Regions from separate parts of the Mus musculus genome. Here region 1 is linked to region 2. A link is a contact called in public Hi-C data. All regions are on one chromosome and are shown on one strand. Each heading gives the region's core, a stretch centred on a gene start, on an enhancer-like site or on the middle of the called end of the contact. The rest is flanking DNA. Distances are from core to core; before and after follow the strand shown. Region 1 overlaps Phlpp1 (PH domain and leucine rich repeat protein phosphatase 1). Region 2 has its middle 79 kb from the start of Zcchc2.

Region 1 (6,101 bases), core at 669-3,168, 200 kb after region 2:
AAAGCAAATTGCAACCTCTGTTAGTATTTTCAAGGCTTAAGAGTCTCCAGGAGCTTGAGAGCTATATATAATCCCAGTCAAATTGAATAGCTATCAGGAAGAAGCAAGAATTACTGGGCAGCTGATTTGATGCATTTTGATTTGAGGCATGAAGTAACCCTCCTCCAATCCAGTTAGTGGCTGCTTGTAGTTTTCATTAGCTAAGAGCAAGCGGACTTCAGGCTGTTTCAGGGCTCCTGCCAGGGCTTGTCATTGTGACCTTAGCTTCTTCGTCTGAGACAAAATTACTGATGTGGTTTGGGACTCAGGTCTCTGGACTCTTCCAGGGTCATTTTAGTCTATTTGCTGGCTCTTGAAGTGGCCCTAGACAGGTGATTAAATTCATCCTTTCTATCACTGCAACTAGTCAAAAGGATTTAGGGATTTGAGTCCAATAAGAACACACTTTATAGTTTATTAGTGCTTAAGCTCAAAAGATAGTGCTGTTGAAGTGAGCACTGAGTGCTGTCACTCATCCGGGGCCATGTTGAATTTCTCCACGACCGGCAGAGTCCTCAGATACACCTAGGTTTTGTTCATGAAGGCTCATAGCATTTGGCAGTTGTTTTGGCAGCTTAATGTCCTATTACTCTTTCTTTACTATTTCCAGGTTCAATACTTTTTACAAAGTTTTATTTATTTTTATCCTTTTAGAGAAAATACAAGCCACTATGCTTTTGCTATATTCAGGAAACAGAACTAAGTGAAACCAGCATAGTAAGTGACACTAGTCCGAGTCCTCAACCTCAGTGGCTCAGAGTTGTAAACCTTTGTTTCCGTAGTTTCTCTGAGTGGGAGCTTGGGTGTGGGCTTGCTGAATGTCTGGCTGCGGGTCTGCTGTGAACTTTGCAGACATATATCCCAGGAACTGCAGCACTTTGGGCTTGACTGTTCCGTTAAGACTTACATGCAGGTGGTTAGAGGCCTCAGTTCCGCACTGGCTGCTTTGGAGAAGTCCCTGTACCTCCTTTCTTTGGCCCTTCATCAGTTTGTGTGCATTCCTCCATGACCAAGCAGCGGCTTTGCCAAAGAGTTTTGTCTCTATAAAGTCCTAGAAAGTAGGTGTCATCCAGCCCTGTGCCTTTTATGACCCACTTTTGGAGGTTGCAAGCGGCTACTGTTCTTTTTATTAAGAAGCTAGCCACACAGAAGGGGAATGGAAGGTAGATCCCGCTTTTGGGGGAAGAATGTAAAAGAATTTGTAAACATGGATGTGTGTGTGTGTGTGTGTGTGTGTGTGTGTGTGTGTGTGTCTACTTGTGTGTAGGTGTCTATGGAGATCTGCAGAAGATGGTGTCAGATCCTCTGGATCTGAAGATCTGAAGCTGCAGGCTTTTTTTTTTTTTTTTTTTTTTTTGAGAGACAGGGTTTCTCTGTGTAGTCCTGGCTGTCTTGGAACTCACTCTGTAGAACAAGCTGGCCTCGAACTCAGAAATCCACCTGTCTCTCCTCCCAATTGCTGTGATTAAAGGTGTGTGCCACCACTTCCCAGTGCTGCAGGCAATTTTAAGCTGCCTGACGTGACTCTGGTAGTGGATCTCAAGTCGTCTGCAAGAGCAGTTCACACTCTCAGCCGCTGAGCCATCTCTTCAGCGCCCCTGCCTCAGTAGGCAAAGAAACTTGCTGTCAAGTCTGATGACCTCAGTTTGAGCCTTCCCACATGGTAGAAGGAGAGAACTGACTTCTTCAGGTCTCACAAGCACACACAGAATAAACAAGTACATAATTAAAAAAGCAACAGCAACAGAGGCTCTAGGGAGCACTCAGCACGGATAATTCACTGGCAACAAAATCGTAGTTCCGTGTTTTCAGGAAGCAGGCTGCATAATTAGAGCTTGGGCGCTAGAGCGAGAAGAGGAGCTCAGGGAGGTAGAGTTCTTGAAAGCTGTAGAAGGTCCTCACTGAGACGTAGTGAATACCAATCAGAGCATGCATGTGAGGAAAGTATACAGAGCTGGGAAAACACTGAAACAGACTGGCAGAGGTCATGCCTGATACAGATGTGGCTCAGGAATAGGTCAGGTTCCTACTAGCCAGAGTGGAAAGAGGACTTATCAGAGTACTGGTTGCTAGTATTATTGGCTCAAGATTGCCGTCTTACAAATACATTTACAAGAAATACATTGCTTCCAAATAACTGTTCTAGAACAGTTCTGTACTATTTGTGGAAATACAAATTAGCATTCACAAATCAGCAAACACAAATTAGAATTCATAGCAAATGGTATTCAAACAAAAATTATCAGTGATGTGAAAAAAAGACCCATATGGAGAACAGTCTCTGAGCGAAACTGACATAGCAGCAGCGTAAGGGACAGGATTAACTGCAAGGATATAGACACAGCTACTGTACTTATTCTTTGTATGAAAGTACTTTTGTGTGTGCGTGTACCCAAATTGAGCTTCTGGAAATCGCACATATATTAGAACTGATTTAAAACAAAACAGATTTAAACAGTCAGAACAAAAGACTAGTAAACAGAAGATACAGTAATTGGCACAGCCAGTAAGGAAAGCAAACAGACAGAACCTCATGGGTTTATGATTTCAAGTATTTAATTTCGCATGTGCAGTTGGAAACCTCCAAGGGAACTAGTGAGCTCAGAGAAAGTATTTGAAGTACTAATAGTTGGCAACATTCTCAAATTTAACCATCATTTCTAAGTCTTGTGTATAAGACATGTAAAGGAATATATCAAAGTCAGGTTTCAGGGAGCCAGGAAAATACTGAGCCGGTGAAGTGCTGGCCTTGAAAGTACAAGGACCCATGTAGACTCTCGGCCTGGACATGCCTGCTGTGGTGTCACAAACCAGTAATCTCAGTCCAGGATGGTGGAGGCACGAGAAACCGTGCTGCTAAGGCTGTGGACAGAGCGTCCCACACTCGTGATTTTCTTCTGGCCTGCACGTGTACACTCTCCTGCTACCATACATTAAAGAGAAAAAAACAATTGCTTAAAACTAGCAATAAAATCTTGAAAAAGCCAGCAAGGCAGCAGTTACATGCACACTTATAGCAGCACACTTCTTACCAGAATTAGAAGGTGCTGGAAGGGCATCTTCAGAATTCTGAAGAAAAAGACTGTTAACCTAGAGTACAGTGCGATATTACTAAAAAACAAAGGAAAAGAGGGCTTTCTATACACAAAAGCTGACAGGCATTATTAGCAGATCCCAGAAAAGGCTAAGATGTTGAGGCAGAATGAAAATAACCTCACATGGATTGGATCTATATAAAGGAATGAAGAGTACTGGGAATGATAGATATAAAAGATATGAGAAATCTCAAAGTAATTTAATGTTTATAGTAAAACTTAAAAATGAAAAAAAAAAACCTTAAAAATGTTTGGAATGTAATTTGAGAAAATTTGATAGACTCTTGCCCTTAATGTTAACATCACTTATTTTCTTGAGGTCAGTCACATGAATTCAATTGTACTTATATACCAGATGTGATATTTATGTATACTTACCTTTTGAATTTTATTTTATATATGTGTGTGTGTGAGTGAGTGTGTGTGTGTGTGTGTGTATAGATAGATAGATAGATAGATAGATAGATAGATAGATAGATAGTGTGTATGTGTGTGTGTGTCTGGGGCCTCTGCAAGAGCAGTAAGTGCTCTTAAACTCTGCGTTCTCTCTCCAGCTTTCTATACATGTTTGTTTGTTTGTTGTTTGTTTTTGTTTTTCTTAATGTTACTCCTTCTGGAGTCCACAGCTTTCTTTCATGTTATTTTTAAAGTGACTTTATGTGGTATAGAAACATTAAGCAGATGGTTTGTGGTGAGCACAAAGTTGAAATTCATGAGTATAAAGAATACATTTGTTGGAGGAAAATCTTACTTTGCAAAATGAGTTCCAGATGTATTAAATTTTTTAGATTTATTGCCATAAAACAGAAATTTTGGTGGCAATGCTGAAAGCAGCATTTGGTCTGTGACTACCAGGATTCCAAAATTGTAGGTCTTTTAGAGTTGTCAGAAAACCACGTGGTTCTGATACAGGTCTCTAACCACATCCTGAGAAATGGTGCTTGAAGCTGTGGATTCAGGAAAGAGTCTCTTAATACCCCTAGAATTTTGCATAGGTCTAGTTTATAGTGGAATTTTTCTTTTGTTCTTCCTTCCTTCCTTTCTTTCTTTTCTTTTTCTTTTCTTTCTTTCTTTTTTTTTGGGGGGGGGGCGGTGATGGCTGCTAGGAGTTTATTTTCTGCTTGGTGCAAGGCATAGTTATAAGATCAGGAGAGCTCAGTGCTGTGAGCCAAGAGATGACTTTGTCCAGCTCCTGCTGGTGTCTGTTGCTGCAGCCCTCCTAATTTACTGGATGAATGGATGAAGCTTGGGCCTAGCAGCACTTAAGCTTGTGGTGGCTAATGGTTCTGCCAGCTTAGCACGGGTTCCTAGTGTTGGCCTGCCCAAGATGGATGATTGATTGTTTTTCAAGGTTTCAGGGATGATGAGGCTTCGGAGGGGAGTGACTGGGGAAGGAGGAGCCTTCTGCTCAGGAGACTCAGCTCTGTATCACTGAATCTGTGAATGAAGGGTGATTTCCTGAAAAAGAAGCTGGCCCATTAGTGGCTGGAGTTGGCCTTGGAGAGACCCGGGATGTAGGGCATGGTGTCCCGTGTGTGTGTGGGGGTGTGTGTGTGTAGGGGGGTGGTACTAGGCACTTCTGTAACTAGCAGTTGCAGGATGAGGAGCCCAGGCATCACTGCGCTGGAAGTGATGGCTGACATGCTTCAGGGCTTGCATTCTGCAGGGACCTCGGTGGTGACTTCTCCTTGTGGGCCATGGCACATCATGGGTAGCAATGCCTGGGGCATTAGGCTGTGGGGCCTATTTGCAGGGATAACCCATGGAAGACTGATACTCAGGATGCCCATGATGCGCATGTGCATACTTGCTCTCTCTCCTGTGCAAGGCTATGGTGGACATGTCATTACCAAAGCCAGGAATTGTACTATAAGAAAGAAGTGAAAGGAAAATTGTCTTTTGATGTGGGAGAAGGGGTGTTCAATAAGCCATTAGGAAGTAGATCCTTGAAAATCATGGTATAATTTCCTATAAGGGGTCATAACCTCTTTTATGGGTCAGTGTCTTGGGGGGGTAGTATAGATAACCATTAAAGAACATTGCATATTTATATGTGTGCATGCATACATACATGCATGCATGTGCAGCAGAACAGAGGACAGCTTGTGGGAACTTTCTATGTATCGTGTGGGTACCAGGGATTGGATTCAGAACTTCAAGCTTAGGGGCACGTGCTGAACCTGCTGCTAAACCAACCATCTTGCTGACTTTAGAGCACCAGTTCTGCTATGTGCCAAGTGAGCAGGTAGAAGCAAAAGTATGCGCATGTGTTTTTAAATGTCTGTTGTCCTATGTCTGTTTCAGCCTGAAATTTGTTTTCAGAGCATATCCTGAGTCATGAGAATGTCTTGAGCTTACAAGGGGTTAGAGTAACATTTCTGCAGCCCAAACTCTTCTCATTGGCTTAGCTTTAAACTGGCAGACAACAACTTCTTGGATGTTACTGATATTTATTAGAGCACTAGCAATTGGAATAACTTTAAATTACAGTGGTTGTGGCTACATAGTGAGAGCTAGAATAATTCCGGTGTTGAAGAATAAGGAAGTTTGGCACAAAGGAGGGTGTGCCCGTGTGATTGCCCAGGTGTGTATTACCTCAGTCACCTCCGTATTCCCCAGCGTGCAGCTGGTACACAGCCAGTTCTGCAGGTGTGTCTGGTCTGGAACACCCAGGAAGAAACAACTAGAGTGAAATGCACTCAGAACAACAAGGGGGTGGGGGTGGGAGTGGGGTGAGAGTGGGTGGGGTGGGGTAGGCAGGTGGCAATTTGATTCAGAGTGGGCTCTTTAGTGTTTTGTAAGGCAAACCTCTCTTGTCCTTGGAGTCCATGGCTCTGTGGAACTCTTGGGAATTTTCCTGACTAGAGAATAAAAACCTTTGTTGATACGCCCATTCTATTGAAGCTTCTTTCTGGCTGTCTGGTGATTTCCTTAGAGAATTGAAAGGGCTCTCTTTCATATACCCTG
Region 2 (6,832 bases), core at 3,832-6,331:
CAGCCTGAGAGTGCAGCTGTGGGGTCTGAGAGCCAGGGTGGGGTTTGGGCTGTGGTCGGTTTCTCTGTTTCTGGTTTGTGTTTTTGCCGGAACATCATTAGGCTCCAAGAACCATAACTGTATATTTATAACCAGGAAAAACTGCACTGAAAAACAGGAAGGAGACAGAACAGAGATGTGAGGAGGAAAAAGAAAGACAGGAGAGGTGCTCAAACATGAGGTAACAGAGAAGTGGAAGCCACGAACATGGGAAAGAAAACCAGAAAGAGAAAGACAGATGGGCTAGGAGATGGCTCAGTGGGAGAAGTGCTTGAGTTTGGATCCCTAGCCACATAAAAAGCAACACACATGTGTTTGTAACCCAGGGCTGGGAAGACAGGGACAGGCATGTACTGCCAGTCCAGCTGAGCCACTGAGCTCCAGATTCAATGAGAGACTTTGCCTCAAAAGATCCAGCGGAGAGTGATAGAAGACACCCTATACTAACCTCTGTCCCCCACATGTATAAAATACAAACAAGTACACACACACACAGGCACACACATGAGCACATACACCTATGAACACTACACACATACACATGAACAACAACATACAAACACACAAACACATTCATGGGCATGCACATGCACACACATGCACACACATGAGCAGATACACACATACACATGCACACACGAACACACATAAACATACATGCATACACATGTACACACACACACACACACACACATATGCACACACACGCACACGCACATGCACATGTACACATGAGCACACAAAAAAGAGAAAAATAGAGTGTTTGCCAGAAAGCCCAATTGCCCAAGTCAGACCCTTTCTGAGATTTTGAAATTTTCCTGCTGTCTTTGCCATTCTGAATTGCATAGGCAACCACTGCCGTAAGCACGTGATCTGTGTGACTCCTGTCCTAGCATGCTGCAGACAACAACCCCTATGGTCCCTTTATTCCCGAGGCTAGGCTTTCATTTCATCACCAAAGTGAGAAATGACTGCCTGCTTTGTCATGGCTATTCATGTTTATACTCATAGGAAACGTGACTCTCTGCCAGCTGACCGGAGCTATAGCTGCCCTGGTTCCATGTTCCTACCCTAGCTATAGGCTGTAACTCTGGTTCTCCTCCCCTGTCCTCCACCTTCTTTCCTGTTCAGAGTGTTTCTTGTCAACAGCATCAGCAGCACATCCTAAGCTAAATTGTTTGTTTGTTTGTTTGCTTGCTTGCTTGCTTGTTTGGTTTTTGAGACAAGGCATAGCTATACAGGCCAGAAGAGCCTCACTATGCAGCATAAACTGGTGTGGATTTGAATCAGTATTCTTCCCTTAGCTTCCTAAAGGCTCACAAGCATGTACCACCATGACTGTAGGATTGTGGGTCCTGCATCCACTCTGCCACAGGGCATGACTGGGCCATAGGGAAGCCCCAGGACACCACTCGGAGGTGGTGAAGCACAATCTGAGGTGCAGGACACCCGGAGCTGGTTCCAGGGTCCAGCAGCCTGTGACGAGGCAGGGGCCATCTGGTTCTCAGGCTCTTGGACATCCAGGCCCCCCTGGGAGCTGCAAAAGAGCTGAGAATGGAGTGGGAGCCTGTGGGGTGGATCTAGCCTGGGGCCGGGGAGGAAAAAGGGAGAGCTCTGGCTAGTTTCATGGGGAGCATCCTTGGCTTGACAGACAGCGGCAGGCTTGGTGGCGATCATGGCTGGGAGCACAGAGAGGCCTTCTGCAGGAGTCTAGATGGCAGCTCTATAGGTGCAGGCCTTCTCTATGGCTCCCCACAGCTGATCTCAATGAAAAGAGACAGTCTGTGGTTCCAAACCATTTATTGCCATGGTGGAAAGCATATGTGTAAAACCTTACCCCCACTTCTCAAAGTGGGCCTGAGATTAAATAATCTTTTGCAGGCAGGAATGTCTCAGAATAGAAGTTTATTGGCTACACCCTCCAGGCCTCTAGGTACCTCGTTAGCATAGAGACCTCTGTCTTGAGCCTACATGACCTGTGGTTACATCTTGGTCTGAGGTGTTAGGGATGCCTCATCTATATGTGTGTGGAAGGGCTTGAGGCATTGCCCTTACGTGGCTGATGGCCACAAATCTATGGGAAATTGTGTCTACATGACAAGGGCCTGGTGCTGGGAGCTGGCAAAGCTCCTACTGTCCCCTCAGGGTCTCTAGGGCTTCAAAGCCTTTAGCTCAACCGAGGACCAGGCTACCTTTCAGGGTCCTCGCCCAGCCAGGAAGCCCAGTTCTAACCTTGAAAACACCAGGAGGGCTCTGTGGGAGAGTCAGACCCTTGTACTTTTCTTTCAGCAGTGGAACCCCAAGTTCTCTTCTTCCTCCACACCAACATTGAGAGAAACCCTTGGGACACCTGGAAACAGACACAGACCTGGGGAACGAGGTTGTCTGCCTCTTTGTTTTGAGATTTAGTCTCCCAATGTAAAACTGCTTGCTCAAAGGATTCCTTTTCTAAGAGACAAACCTATTTTTAGTATGGCTATGAACATGTAAGTAGCCACTTTCTTTCAGCCCGATACATACTTTCTTTTGTCTCCAGTTTCATAGGTAATTACTGTAAAGAAGAGTGTGTATGGTATGTGGTGTGTGTGTGTGTGTGTACACTGGAGTTTGAGCCCATGCGTGCTAAGTATGTATTTTACCTCTAAACTAGCCCCAGTCCTTAAAGAACTGTTTTACATTTGTATTTAAATCTGTGCTTCTGGGCTAGCACTGTGGTTCAGTGGGTAAGGGCAACCTGAGTTTGAGCCTACATGATGGAAGATGAAAACTAGCCCCTGCTAGTTGTCCTCTGACTTCTACCTGTGCATCATACCCTATACACATGTCTAAGAGACAAACCTACTTTTAGTATGGCTATGAACATGTAAGTAGCCACTTTCTTTCAGCCCGATACATACTTTCTTTTGTCTCCAGCTTCATAGGTAATTACTGTAAAGAAGAGTGTGAATGGTATGTGGTGAGTGTGTTACCCTCTGTCTTAGGGTAACTATTGCTGAGAAGAAACACCATGATCAAAAGGGCTCGTTTGGCTTCTGGAGAGGAAAGGGTTTATTTGACTTCCCCTTTACTATCCCTAGTCTATTGCTAAAGGGAATCAGGGCAGAAACTCAAGTAGGGCAGGGTCCTGGAGACAGGAGCGGATGCAGAGGGTGCTGCTCACTGGCTTGTTCCCTGTGGTTTGCTCAGCCTGCTTTCTTCCAGAACCCAGGACCAGCATCTCAGGGGTGGTCCCAGCCACACTGGGCTGGGCCCTCAAATGTCAATCACTCATTAAGAAAACGCTCTAGAAGTCCAATCTCATGGAGGCATTTTCTCAGTTGGAGTTCCTTCCTCTCAGATGACTAGTCTAGCCTGTATGAAGTTGACATAAAGTTCGCCATTTTAAAGAGCAAACAGTGCTGAATGTCACCTATCTTGGGTGTATTGAGGTGTGACCTCATAAGCCTTCCCCCTGGGATGTCACATAACCAACGACACACACCTCCTTAAGGAGCTTGTCTTACTCTGTCCCCTGTGCCAAGGGTGGCGTGTCCATTTCTGACATCTGCTAAAATTGCAAACATGTGGCCCAGTTGTCTCCATAAAGTGCACCCATTCTTTGGAAGCTGTGTATCGCCAAAGTGTGGTCACTATTGTTATAGCACATTGGTCTCAAGCATAACAGATGCACGATTGTTAGGAGAAACGGCTACATCTTGTTCATCGTTCCACAGCACACAATCTTCCTGCTGCCTACACCATCCTGTAATTACAAAATCATTTCTGCTTGCTTGTTGCTACCAAAAGTTGCCTGGCTGTAAAGCACACACCCTAGATAGCACTCATCACTTTTGGCTCTTCCAAGCTGTGTGTGTGGAAATGGATTCCAAAAATAAATTTTAAAAAATGTGTTTCATGTGACAATATAGAAACTAGATGTAATAATATGCCCATCAAACGATGCCTGTCAAATTAACCCTTCTGAGCACTTCCTCTTCCTGCCAGCAGTGAAGGGTGGAGCTTAAAGGTCACCAATCCCCTCTCTTTCACTCATACACAAACTGAAGTTGGTATGGCTATAGCAGATGTCAGTTACAAGTGTCAGTCATAGAAAGAGCATCCAGTGTGGCTTGAAGCTCATCAGACAGTCAATGTGAAGATAAGAATAAAACACATTTTAAGAATTGGGAACCAACCTGGCATATGCACATAGCAAACCCTACAGGTGTCAGGGAAAGAGCTGCAGCAGATACTAAAATAAAGCAGAGTCTAAATTCTTCACATTCCACCGACTTTATCAAAGACCCCAGAGCTACTCATTTTCTCCCTCGTCTCTGCACTTCCTCCTGCCGCTGCGGAAGCCAGGTTGCTGAATGAAATGCACAACTGTCCTTGAGCTACGAGCCACCTCCAGCCCCAGCCACAGCTCAAAATCAAATCAAGTTTTTGCCACCAAAGCAAACCCTCTTGATGGGTGGCTGTGCCTAGTGAAGGCCGTATATTCTTTACAGAACAGTGGGTTTCTTTCATTTGGTAAGAACCAGTTTTCACTAACCCATTAGGAATCATTTTAAATTATATTCAGTTACTTATCTGTGTGTTGGTGGTCACTTGTAGTGATCAGAAGACAACTTGTGGGAGTAAGGTCCTGCGGATGGAACCGAGGTCCGCAACTTGGGATCAAAGGACTTAACCCCCTGAGCCATCTCACTGTCCCCATGGGGTCCTCTCACCACCACTAAATAATTTGAAAATAAAATTCGGCATCCATGAGGAAGTATCCTTTGCAAAGTAAGCATCCCTTATCAGCCTTACCTGTGGAACCCTGGAACTGTTAGTGTGAATCCTGGAAGTGCCATCCTCTGCGTCCCCTGTCTCTGTCACACTGGCTCCCAAGCCAGAGTTGTGTAAGCCTGGGAGAGCTGAATTCTGAAGCTTGCTGCCGCTGCTGCTGCCTGGCATTGATTATTTGTCTCTGTGCAAAGAACACAAAGCTGCAGATCCACAGGACAGCAGCTCCAAGCCTGGCATAGCAGAGTGGCGCAGCCTGGGGGTTTGCTCAGAGTTAACACCAAGCCATTGTTCCCAGCTAAAAATCCACTGGGGTTCAAACTGCAGGGCTGACCCTACAGCTAGTCATCAGCGTGGGATAAAAGCAAGGTATTAGGACCAGAACCAGGCAGGTATCAGATGTTTGACCTGAGCAAAGAGAAAGTTGGCTCTGGGACCCCAGGAGAGGCTCCAAGCTGAAAGAATGGGCCCGCCTTACTTATAGTAGAAAACATTCTGAGTGAAAGAAGCCAGTCACAAAAGAGCTATATGACCCCACAGACATGATGTACCTAAAATAGTAAACGTCATATGAGCACAGGAGAAGCAACTGGTACAGTTTCTGAAGACTCCTACAATAGGGGCATGACAATGGATGCACTAATCACCGTGAACTGAAGGGGGCGCAATTGTTTCATGCACAGTTTCAGTATGGGAGGCTTGTGAGGATGATAGTTACAGCGATCTGCTAAAAATTTTAAACTGGTAAGTTTTCTTTTAAAAAACACTTTAAAACACAATTCATCAAGTAAGTTCTTTTGAAAGCAGAATCGGGGTGAGGGTGGGGGAAATAGTTTGGTGGTTGAGTGGGTATTGCTCTTACAGTAGGTACCCAATTTGGTTCCTAGCACCTACATCAGGCAAATCACAGCTACCTGTAAGCTTGGGGGGGAGGGGGGAGGCACAGACAGACAGACAGGGAAAAAAGGTTTCTCTAGACTCTTCTCCACCTGGTATGTTAAGGCCTCGACCCAGTGTTTAGATAATACAGAGAATAAACAAATATGTTCTCCAGGGAAAGAACAAAACACAGCAAGGCGAGGAGGAGACAGATGGAGGGGAACAGTTGGCACCTTTCTGAGCTTAGCCTCTGTCAAGGGTTCCCAAACTTTGGCACTCAGCAGAATCCTTTGGAAGGGGAGCCTGTTAAAACAGGAGTAGCATTTTAAACAGTGTCTCATGTGATGCTGCTGTTGTTAGTCAGCAGGTCGCTGTCTTTGGGAACTACTGGCCCACCTTTAAAGAGTTAAGAGCATAGTCAGGGGGTTCATAGACTTTATTAAACACTGCAGTGTGGTACTGCAGATTTCTACGGTAGTAGAAATGCAAACGCCTCTGAGAGCTTCCCCAGCTGACGGTCGGTGAGCAGGTTCTCCCGCCCGCTGCTGGGAAGCGCCGCCCTGAGCATACATTAATTAGCTGAGCATTCTGTGAGTGCTCGGTGGGAGGGTGGGGTATGTGGAGTCACTGCAGCTGCCGCATCACTGCCACCTGGGTACCAATTAAAAGCCCAGGTTCCCAGGCCTCTCCCAGAGCTTCTGAGTTAGGTCTTTCCAGGGTGAGACCTCACTATCTGTGGTGTAAGCATACTGACTGTGAGCTAGAGCTTTTAAACAATTATTTTAGCAAATTTTCCTTTAATTTTCAATGGCTAAACCAGAGCTCCTGACTACCAGGTATGTATTGTCACAATATAGGTGACCAATTGCTGGTGAAAGATTTTTTTTTAAACTTATTCTTTAATTTTTTTTTTTTTTTTGTCTTACAGTCCAGACTTTATCCCCCTCCTGATCCAAGAGAACGAATTTTTATTCTCCCTTTGTTTTCCTGCAAATACGGTTTGTGTATCACCTGAGTGAGAAATTTAATGCAGGATGACTACTGAGTGAGCGAGACCCTATCTCAAAAACCAACGGAGAGATGGTTCAGTCTGCTCCTCCAGAGGTCCTGACTTCAATTCCCAGCAACCATGTGGTAGCTCACA

The links. A called contact is a pair of places that touch in the nucleus more often than the background predicts.
Region 1: a contact with region 2 is called in a Hi-C map of B cells, with 1.7 times the contacts expected there. The contact joins two enhancer-like sites. A contact is called at or near these places in 1 of 15 datasets of contacts at CTCF or cohesin (pro-B cells), 9 of 484 Hi-C or Micro-C datasets (B cells, the HL-1 cell line, the HPC-5 cell line and 5 more), 1 of 115 datasets of contacts at active chromatin or transcription factors (embryonic stem cells) and 2 of 9 other capture datasets (adipose tissue and pancreatic islet).

Annotation. Positions count from the first base shown.
Region 1 is chr1:106,273,008-106,279,108 of GRCm38.p6, forward strand. The region is part of intron 1 of Phlpp1 (PH domain and leucine rich repeat protein phosphatase 1); the gene reads left to right. Among named protein-coding and RNA genes, the nearest start is that of Phlpp1, 100 kb to the left of the region's middle. Within about 2 kb of position 1,919, at least 43 of the 459 cell types and tissues checked have an H3K27ac peak or open chromatin away from gene starts, as enhancers often do. A contact at or near this core is called in B cells, where this site is marked.
Region 2 is chr1:106,065,975-106,072,806 of GRCm38.p6, forward strand. It overlaps the pseudogene Gm26509. Among named protein-coding and RNA genes, the nearest start is that of Zcchc2, 79 kb to the left of the region's middle. Within about 2 kb of position 5,082, at least 34 of the 459 cell types and tissues checked have an H3K27ac peak or open chromatin away from gene starts, as enhancers often do. A contact at or near this core is called in B cells, where this site is marked.